2 separate regions of the Sus scrofa genome follow, and region 1 is linked to region 2. Evidence: chromatin contacts called from public promoter capture Hi-C data. All regions are on one chromosome and are shown on one strand. The core of a region is the stretch at or near the end of the contact, and the rest is flanking DNA. Distances in the headings are between cores, read along the strand shown. Region 1 holds the start of ZBTB2 (zinc finger and BTB domain-containing protein 2). Region 2 holds the start of RMND1 (required for meiotic nuclear division protein 1 homolog).

The links. Promoter capture Hi-C pulls out the DNA fragments that hold promoters and counts their contacts.
Region 1: a promoter capture Hi-C map of liver shows a contact between it and region 2, with 3 times the contacts expected there. The contact joins the promoter of ZBTB2 here to the promoter of RMND1 in region 2. A contact is called at or near these places in 1 of 5 promoter capture datasets (liver), 7 of 47 Hi-C or Micro-C datasets (blood, epiblast stem cells, heart right ventricle and 2 more) and 2 of 2 datasets of contacts at active chromatin or transcription factors (alveolar macrophages and skeletal muscle).

Annotation. Positions count from the first base shown.
Region 1 is chr1:14,854,697-14,860,364 of Sscrofa11.1, forward strand. It overlaps ZBTB2 (zinc finger and BTB domain-containing protein 2), which reads left to right and starts at 4,237. Exons shown (of 2, transcript XM_021086767.1): 1 at 4,237-5,668.
Region 2 is chr1:14,792,100-14,797,084 of Sscrofa11.1, forward strand. RMND1 (required for meiotic nuclear division protein 1 homolog) reads left to right here and starts at 3,533. Exons shown (of 13, transcript XM_005659141.3): 1 at 3,533-3,683; 2 at 4,860-4,985. ARMT1 reads right to left here and starts at 3,224. Exons shown (of 5, transcript NM_001243637.1): 1 at 3,129-3,224; 2 at 223-328. The coding sequence starts at 3,175.

The DNA of each region.
Region 1 (5,668 bases), core at 2,987-5,486, 63 kb after region 2:
TTCAAAATCACCACTTCTCTAAGAACAAAGTGACCAAAACATTATACCAGAATACTGAGAGCTTACATAGTTAATTACAGGAGTCCCAGCTATGATGTAGTGTGTTAAAAATCTGACTGCAGCAGCTCAGGTCACTGTAGAGGAATGGGTTGGATCCCCAGCTCAGCACAGTAGATTAAGGATCTGGTGTTGCTGCCACTGTGGCTCAGTGGTAACAAACCCTACTAAAATCCATAAGGATGTGGGTTTGATTCCTAGCCCCACTCAGTGGGTTGAGAACCTGGCAATGCTGTGAGCTGTGGTGTAGGCTGACAGCTGCAGCTCTGATTCGACCCCTAAGCCTGAGAACTTCCGTATGGTACAGGTGTGGCCCTATAAAAAATAAAATAAAATGAATGGACTCTTAGTGTAAGCCCCCAAAGGCCTTTTTAATTAATTTATTTTTTTATTAAAGTGTAGTTGATTTACAACAAAAAGGCCTTTTTTTTTGCTTCTTAGGGCCACACCCATGGCACACAGAAGTTCCCAGGCTAGGGGTCTAATCTGAGCTACAGCTGCCAGCCTATGCCAGAGCCACAGCAATGCGAGACCCAAGCCCTATCTACAACCTACCCCACAGCTCATGACACCAAATCTTCAACCCACCGAGTGAGGCCAGGGGTCGAACCCGAAACCTCATGATTCCTAGTTGGATTCATTTCCGCTGTGCCACGACAGGAACCCCCAAAAGGCCTTTTAAACTCTACCCAGTTTACACATACCAGGCAGTGTTATTTTTGACAAAATGTAATCACATTCACTTATTTTTAATTGTCTTTCTACCACTTAGAGCAGTTTTTTCCAAATGATGGTCCTCAGAGCAACAGCGTCAGCAGGTTACCTGGGTGACCAGTTAGTGGTGAGTCCTGTGTGCCACAACTAGAACCTCTGAGCTGCAGCTGAGAAATGGTTTTCACAGCTCTCCCCGAAGTCCTTCCCCTCACTAAACTCTGGGAGCCACCAAGTTAGAGCCTACTTACTGGCTTGTATTCAGGTTTATAGATACAGATTTTAAGTAACTCATTAGCACCTCCATTTAATGTACTAAGTACTGAATCCCAGGTGACTCAATTCTTTCTCCAACCCCATCTCCTCATCCTTTCCTCTCCCGCCTTTACAAAGTGCGTGTGTCACATGTGTTGGGAGAAGATGATAAGGATGAGAAGTAGAGAAATTTTTACAAATACCTCCAATCCAAATCCTTTTTTTTTTTTTTTTTTTTTTAGGGCTCTCTCCACTGCTTCAGAATTGCCATTTTAAGAATTAAGGTCCAAATTCCCATTCCTTGAGGGAGCTTCACTCACAGAGGGTTAACAAATAGACTATATTTTCACTCCTGCACAATTTGAAAAAAAACGTAGATTTAAATATTTCTTTTAAAACAAACAAAATGTTTCTACATCCCCAAAATTTGTAATAGGCTGGAAAGCACTGAGGACTAAAAACCTACTCACAGAAGCAATCATTTTTTCATGCAATTCAGCAAGTACTCATCCATAGAATGTGCTCTTCCAGGCTCCAAGATACAGCGACATTAAAGGCCTCTCTACCTCCGTGAAGTTTACAGTCTACTGAGGACGGCAGCTAACGGCTTATAAGTAATCTGCTTATAGAGATGTCCTATAAAGAAATCTATAGAAGAGATGGCATGAAAAAAAAATCAGAACGGGGAACCCAGTAGCTAATTCAACAAAAACTTAAAATTTACCTCAGATTTAGATAGTATTATCTGAACTGCAAAACTCAAGAGATTGTAAGTATAAACTTGACTTAATTGAGCTCCTACACATGAAACTTGCAAATTTGCTTACCACAATTTTTTACAATATTGCTAACAAAAAAATACAGACTAGAGTGCTTCTTAAACTCATTCAAATGAAGACTTAAAGAGGGCAACAAACCAGTAACAAATACTTGGCTGATAATTCACTCTTAATACCTGATGAACTGGAATCCTCAAGTTTTCTTCATTATGCTCTTTTATATCCTATATTTCCTGGAGCAGCCAGGCTTTCAGAGTTAACCTGGAGAAGTCCTGGGCAAAGCGGCCAGCTGTTATCCTATCTTCAGACTACATTTTAGAAATTAATAATGTTGAAACAGCCACCTTTTTCAAATCAGGACCCTGCTGCAACTCTACAGATGTTTAATAAAAACTAAAACCAGGAACCTCCCCTACCAATGGTCAACCATCTCCACAAAGAAAAACAAGTTGATATATACACATATTAACTGGGGGAAGTAGTTTTCCCCTATAAATTTCATCAGTTATTTCACTTTCACACAAAAAAACCGTGAGTCAACCACAATTCTGTAAGCAAAAATTTGGACCACCATTTATTGTGAGAAATAGTGTTTCAAAATTAATGTCTTTATTTTATTTATTTATTTATTTTTTTTTTGCTATTTCTTGGGCCGCTCCCGCGGCATATGGAGGTTCCCAGGCTAGGGGTCTAATCGGAGCTGTAGCCACCGGCCTACTCCAGAGCCACAGCAACGCGGGATCCGAGCCGCGTCTGCAACCCACACCACAGCTCATGGCAACGCCGGATTCTTAACCCACTGAGCGAGGCCAGGGATCGAACCCACAACCTCTTGGTTCCTAGTCGGATTCGTCAACCACTGTGCCACGACGGGAACTCCTCAAAATTAATGTCTTTAAAAATGAGTTGTGCTATTTACTGATACAACATTTTATTTATTTATTTATTTGGTCTTTTTGGCATTTCTTGGGCCGCTCCCGCAGCATATGGAGGTTCCAGGCTAGGGGTCCAATCGGAGCTGTAGCCACCAGCCTATGCCAGAGCCACTGCAACTCGGGATCCGAGCCACGTCTGCAACCTACAACACAGCTCACGGCAACGCCGGATCTGTAACCCACTGAGCAAGGCAGGGACTGAACCCGCAACCTCATGGTTCCTAGTCGGATTCGTTAACCACTGCGCCACGACGGGAACTCCTTGATACAACGTTTTATGACTCTTTCACGCAACTTGGCTGACCAGTCTCAAAAGACTACATGTTACATGATTTCACTTACATAACATTCTAGAAAAGACAGCAAGTGAAGCACTCAGTAGCTGCCAGCGAAGAGTGGGAGGAGGTAAGTAAAGGACAGCTTGAGGAAGTCTTCTGCAGTGACAGAGCTGTCCTATATCCCGTTGTGGTTACATAAATATACACCTATATTCAAGTTCACAGACCTGTACACACAAAAAAGTTAATTTTGGAGTTCCCGTCAAGGCTCAGTGGTAGTGAACCCGACCAGTATCTATGAGGATGCGGCTTCAGTCCCTGGCCTCAATCAGTGGGTTAAGGATCCAGCATTGCTGTAAGCTGTAGTGTAGGCGGACGGCTACAGCTCCAATTGGACCCCTAGCCTGGGAACTTCTATATACCTTGGGTGCAGACCTAAAAAGACAAAAAAAATAAAGTTAATGTTACTGTAAGATAACCCTAAAAACTTCTTTAAATTAGTGATTATTTTTTAAATATATTAATGATCCTATCACTTGCTATAGTACTGCGCTAAGGCCCCTTACACTTTTTTTCTTTTTTTGGCCATACCTGCGGCATATGGAAGTTCCCAGGCTAGGAGTTGCATGAGAGTTGCAGCTGCCAGCCTACACCACAGACACAGCAATGCGGGATCTGAGCCGTGTCTGCAACCTACACCCAGCTTGCGGCAACACTGGATCCTTAACCTACTGAGCAAGGCTAGGAATCAAACCTGCATGCTCAGAGACAGCGTCTGGTTCTTAACCCACTGAGCCAAAAGAGGAACTCTCCACTTTTTAAATACACAACCCTGTGAGATAAATATCATCCCTGTTTGAATAAAACAAAACACAGGCTCAGAGGTTAATTAACATGCCCAAAACCTACTGGCCCACAAGAACATGATTCCAAAGGAAATTTGCCTCCAAAGCCTATTTATTTTTAAAATTTAGTAGTTGATTTACAATGTTCAATTCCTGCTCTAGAGCAAAGTGACCCAGTCATACATATATACATATATATATGTATTATTTTTCATACTATGCTCCATCATGTTCTAACTTAAGAGATTGACATAGGTTCCTGTACTTGTATACAGCAGGACCCCACTGCTTATCCATTCCAAATGTAATAGTTTGCATCTACCAACCCCAAACTCCCCATCCATCCCACGGCCCTCCCCCTCCCCAAGGCTTTTTTTTTTTTTTTTTTGCTTTTTAGGGCCCCACTAAGGGTGGGAGTTGAAGCTGCCAGCCTACACCATAGCAACACCAAATCTGAGCCTCATTTCCAACCTATACCACAGTTCAGGGCAACAGCAGATCCTTTACCCACTGAGGGAGGCCAAGGAGCGAATCCACATCCTCATGGGTACTGGTCAGGTTCATTACTGCTGAGCCACAATAGGAACTTAACGAAGGCTGTATTTTTAACCACTGTAATATCCTAGGCTCTTTCCCGTCTATTCATACATGCCAACCAATGTCTTTCCCAGTGTCAGAAAGCTATTAAGTTTACTCACTCTATTCCTAATGTAACACTGCAGATAACATGAAAATGTGCAGATGAACAAAATATGACTCTGGAGCAGCACTGTGAACAGAACCTTCTGTGACGACAGAAATGTTCAGTAATATCTGTGCTGTCCAGTACGGTGGCCTCTGACCCCACGAGGCTACTGAAGCACAATGTGGTCAGTGTGACGTGAACTTAGGCACATGTGGCTAGACACCATCGAACAGGACAGCACAGCTCTAGAGAAATAACAAGAAAGTGCATGCCACAGAAAGAAGCAACTTAGCAACCATGATGGCAACTTGCCAACAGTAAAACAACTCAAGGTAGACATATATAGTCAAGGAGTAAAACTGAAAAAGGCTCCATCTCAAACATGTCCTAAGACCATGTCTTATCTTTCAAACATCCACAACAGCCTTCAAAATTCAGATTCACCACCAGCTGCATTATACCACCACCGCCCTGCACGTGTGTACTGCAGACCAAATTGGGTATTAAGTGTATATTGTGTTCCCCACTGGACTGTGAGCATCTGAAGAACAGATAGGTATTAACATCTCCACCACCTGCAACTATATCCCAAGGTTTTCTACACTATTTCGTCATTCAGTTTTAATGGGAGATAGTATTCAATTCTGTAAGCGTCTGAGTACCAGCAGTATGTATGAAAGGAAGTCCTTGTAAGGATCTTAGAGTGGGATGGGGGATACATTATACAGGTAGACAAATAAATAGCAAAGGAAGGAGGGTAACTACCTAAGTACGTAAACCTAGTGCTTCAGGGCAGAATGGAACTGTCAGGTGTCCTAGTGGTAAGAGAAACTGGAACGCAGTCTAAGAAATAAGCAGCCATTATTCAATTTTGTAAAACATGTAAGATGGTAAAGTGTGCCCCCACCTACTACTCCGCAAAGCCTAATGGATTTAAAAGGAAGGAAGGAAGAGAAACATCACAGCAGGGCACAGAAATTTATCCTGACTTCACTCACATCACCAGCGTCAGACTCACCCTGCTCCCTGTACCAGTAGGCCAAAGCTAGTCTTAGAACAAAGGCTTCTAGATCCAAAGTTTCCACGAAAATCTCACAGCAAAAAACATGGTAGTTTTCCGTAC
Region 2 (4,985 bases), core at 2,283-4,782:
AACACACACACACACACACACACACAGACCCATCTCATATCAGATTATCTTGCCTTATCTCTTCTGCCTTTGTTTTTTTAAACTTTCACCTTAGGTACTAGAGTTTTTTCTCTATCTCCAGGTGGGCTAACCATTACCACAGAAGGAAAACTGTTTTCTGTGTTTCAGTTAGAGTTAAAAAAAAAAAAAAACCCAAAAAAAAAGTTAAAACACAATTCTTACCTCTCCATGTTTCTCGAAAAATTCACTTTTGTGTCGATGCAGTGTATCAATAGCCTTGGTTAAGATCTGTGGTATTCTATCTTTAATTGTAATATAGGCAAATGATCTAGAGAAGAGGATCATATACACAGTATATTACTCAGCAGCATTAATACTAGAAGATTGGTCACCGGAACACCTGATTTAAATTCAAACTCCTTTTCATACAACTGTGCAAGGTAAACCAGCACTGCTTGACTCTCATAGCAAAAAGTAGGAAAATCTGAAAGCCTTTCTGGTGTATCATAAAACTCTTTGTGCCTCAAATCCCAGACTCTCAGAATCTGTTTAATCGTTCTTCTCTCATTGTATTCCTTTTATTTTCCTTAATCAGAAACTAGTTTAACAATGTGATAAGACAGAAAAAGAAGAGATCTCCCTGTGGTGCAGTGGAAATGAATCCAACTAGTATGAAAACGCGGGTTCAATCCCTGGGCTTGCTCCGTGGGTTAAGCATCCAGCACAGCAGTAAGCAATGTTCTAAGTGGATCTCATAAACTGGCAGCTATAGCTCCTATTTGACCCCTAGCCCGGGAACTTCCATATGTCACAGGAGTGGCCCTAAAAAGCAAAAAAAAAAACCACACAAAACCAGAGAGAGAGAGAGAGAGACAGAAAAAGAATTATCCAGACTTTTCTCCCAGGTCTATTACTTACTAAGTGACTTCTTAGAAAGATGAGGCAATGGATGTAAGACTGCCTGAAAGACTCTACTGTGCTAGAAAAACATAAAGAATGAAAGACATTTATGAGCCTGCTTCTCTCTTGTGTTATATTCTTAGTCAAATTTAATTCTTTCCAAAGGTTTTCTTGCTGTCTTCTCTATCTGCCCAATAACTCCTTCCATCCTCTTCTACCCTAAATAAAATTAAGGCATATTATCATCTTCCTCTCCCAACTGGAAAATTTGATTTTCTTTTCTTTTTTGTCTTTCTAGGGCCACACCTGCAGCCCTATGGAAGTTCCCAGGCTAGGGCTCGAATTGGAGCTATAGCTGCCAGCCTACACCACAGCCACGCCAGATCCGAGCTGTGTCTACGACCTACACCATAGCTCATGGTAACGCCAGATCCTTAACCCACTGAGTGAGGCCAGGGATGGAACCTGAGTCCTCACGGATGCTGGTCAGATTCGTTGTCACTGAGCCAGGATGGAATTCCAATTAGAGATTTTTGTAGAAGTGTCAAAGAATGAAGAAAGCTGGAGATGACTTGGGTATACTTGAATTAAAAACTAAAGATATTCCTGATTTTAAACATACAAAAATCAAGATGTACAGATTATCACACTTGAAATTAATACAACACTGACAACTTCACTTCAATTTAAAAAACTATACGATGTCAGCCCCCCAAAAAGATTTAACGATTATCACTTTATCATAATTAGTTTAAGGAAATACATGAATGAGTTAGAAAAAAGACTTCAGTAAGTGATGAAATTCTGTGCAGTTTTTAAATCAAAAGCACAAAACTTAGCTGATCAGGTCATTTATATCTTCAGATCACCAGAGGCAAAGTAAAAACAAAGTAAGTTGAAATACTGCTGCCCAAATCTCCTACTTTAATGCGGGATCTTCTTAAAAACTCAAATACCTTATTGCAAATTTTAAAAAATAGGATTATACCTTGAGTATTTCTTTAAAAGACTTCCTCAAATGTTAAATATAAAACAAAGAAAATTGCAAAAATGCTTCCTGATTCTGTGGTGTTTTACAGCGAGTAGATTTTAATATGCAGAGTTAACTGCTCTGATCAGAATTTAACTTTTAAGAATTACTACTAATTCCTTGGAAGAAGAGAAAGAATACTAAATCAATGACACTTGAATTTCCCAAGGCAGCAGATAGAAAAAGAAGTGCTAGTCCTCTGAGGTTTACTTATTTGGAAAGTATTACTATTTTTCCACCTACTAAATGTCTCCAGAGGCTTGCATCTCTAAGGCTAAGGTCTCAGGTCAGCACTAGAGTGAAGGCAGAGCGCCCGGGCTCAGTATTTAGACACACACAACCCCTATATTTGCACGACCCTGAAGCTGAGCACATGCTTAAATCATGGGACACTGGTGCCTCTCTCACCTCCCTCTACTGCCGGTACAATTTCTTCTAAGTGTTCTTGGGTTTTGCAATACTTTGCCGTAAGGACATATCTCAAATATAAATTAGGCCTTTCAATTTATACAGATAGATATATTTTTAATGGAATCTATAACATGAAGCCTAAAAGGCAAGAAGGTACAGTAATTTTTTAGTGGGATTATGAATTAATCTGATCAGCGATCTGAGGACCCCCCCCAGCTTTTGTAGAGAACTTTAACCCCCTGCAAAGTAGGTTCATTAACTAAATAAAATATAATTAAAACCAGCCGCTGCAACATTCTAAAAGCGGGCATACACTCTCAAGACAATCATGCGGGAGTTAAAAAAACAAAAAACAAAAAAAACCACAGTTCGAACCGCTTTAAAAACATAACTGTTTGATACAAATTAATATAAGGCTAAAAACCCGCGAACCATCACTGCAGAGACGCCGGGGTAAACGGAGATCTTCAGTCAGGGTTCGCAGTCCGTGCCGGTGCAGGCAGGGAAGAAATCACGAATCACTGCAAGGAAGAAGTTACAAAGCCTATCCGAGCCTGGAGCCCAGCGAGCGGCCGCCCTGCCCTCGCCTCCACGCGAGTCCTTAGAAACCCAGCCGCCGCCGCCGCAAAGCAGGACCTACGGTGCGATGGAACTCGCGGGCGGCGGGGAGCAGGCGCCTACCGCACAGCGCCGCTTCCCCGCTGGGGCCCGACGGCTCCCGATGGGGCCCAGCTTTCCGCAAAAGCGGGGAGGAGGAAGAGGAGTGAGCGAGGAAAGCGACACGAACCCTACGTCCTGTCCCGAGAGAGACTTCGGAGGCCCCGCCATCACCATCCGCGTTCCCCGCGCCAACTCTCGGGTTTCACCAGACGCAGGAAAGCAGGAGGTGCCGGCGCGAGGGAGGAGCTGAGGTGAGGAGGGAGGCGGGTTAAAAAATGCTTTTGAATGAAAAAACTTTATTTGGTGCCCATAGCAGAGACAAACAATGGCCAGCTTGAGGACGCGGAGATCTTCCGGGGGCGAAGGCGGGGACAGCTGAGGGCGACGTGAGAAGCGGAATAAGGAAGCGGGCGGAAGGCGGAAGCAAGCAGGGACCGGGAGGTCTCAGGGACTCGGGAGCGGAAAAGGTCACGGTGGCACGGGGTCACGTGGTCCTGTGGTCACGTGGAGCCAGCGCCTTACGCTCGGCGGCGTCTGGAGTTCTGTGCGCCTGCGCACTGCCTGGCGCTGGGAGGGGCGGGAGGTCCGGGTTGATACTGGCTGTTGCCTCGCGACACTTGGCTGCGGCGGGGTCGCGGAAATTTGCACCCTTGGCGGGTCCCTCTTCTTTTCCGGCGGAGAGGTTAGTGCCACTGCCTTGTTCTGGGAGCTTGCACGGTCCCGGCATAACGCTCCCCGCCTTTGCTTCCCGCAGACCTGAACCTCTAGCGTCACAGGTTTCACCGGTACGTTGATGGCCCTTGCCTATTACAGTGATCTTTGGTCGACTTGGCTGGGAGTAAAAAAAGCACTCCATCAATGCACACATACTGAACCCTTTTTTGAACCAATGCAAGCGGTAACTGCAAAGATAAAATACTTTTGAACGGCGTAAAGCATTGGAAGACATGCTCGCAAAGATTAGCGCCATTTATCCATTGAATCGTAGCCTGGCTGATACAGTGTTCTTAGTTGGTATGTTGTTCTTAAAAAGTAGACAGTGTGTCCAAGAACAGAATAGCTGCCTTGTATCTCATTCAGAAAATATGAATTGAATTACCTCCTGTGTGCTGGGCACTGTGGTCACAGAAGACGCAGCATGAACAATAGACAAATCTTTATCCTCAAGAAACTTCTGTGCTACAGGAGAGAGACAAAGATCTCCTTCCCTCTTCTGTTTTTTTCCCCTTTAGCATTGTCACTCTCATGTACATTTTATTTACCACGTCTGTTATCTCTCTTCCCCCCACTGTGATGTAAGCCTCAAAAGATATGGATTTTTATCTATTTTATTTTCATCTGTATTAGCAGGGAGGACAATGTCTGGCACAGGGTAGGAACTCGGTTCATAATTTGTTTAATAAATTTAAAACACAAAGTATTGGAGTTTCCTGGTGGCCTAGAGGTTAAGGATCTGATGTTGGGTTAGATCCCTGGCCTGGGAACTTTCATATGCCACAGGCAAAGCCAAAAACAAAACAAAGTGTTTGCAAGTAATGTTAAGTGCAATGGAGAAATAAAAAGTGGAGCAGGCCAGAATGTGCGTTCTCATGTGCATTTTAAATGAAGTGGTTGGGGAAGGAGGACTTTACTGGGTAGGAGACGTGGGAGCAAAGGTCTGAAGGAGATAAGGGAATGAGGCTTAGAGATATGTGGGCGAAGAGTGGAAGGCAAAGTAAGTGTAAAGATGCAGAGGCCAGAGTGACTGGAGCAAAATAAAGGAGGGAAGAAAGCTGTAGGAGATGTTAGGGTTATGATAAAGGACCAGAGGATGGAGGGCCATACAGTCCATTTTAAGGTCTTTGGCTTTTATTTCAAGGGAAATATGAGGCTGGCATCACATTTTATGAAGATGGAAGATGTGATTTGACTGACGTTTGGTTGCTGTGTCGAGAAGAGTCTGAAGAACAGAGCTGAGAAAAAAGTTCAGAAGCTGTGACAATGA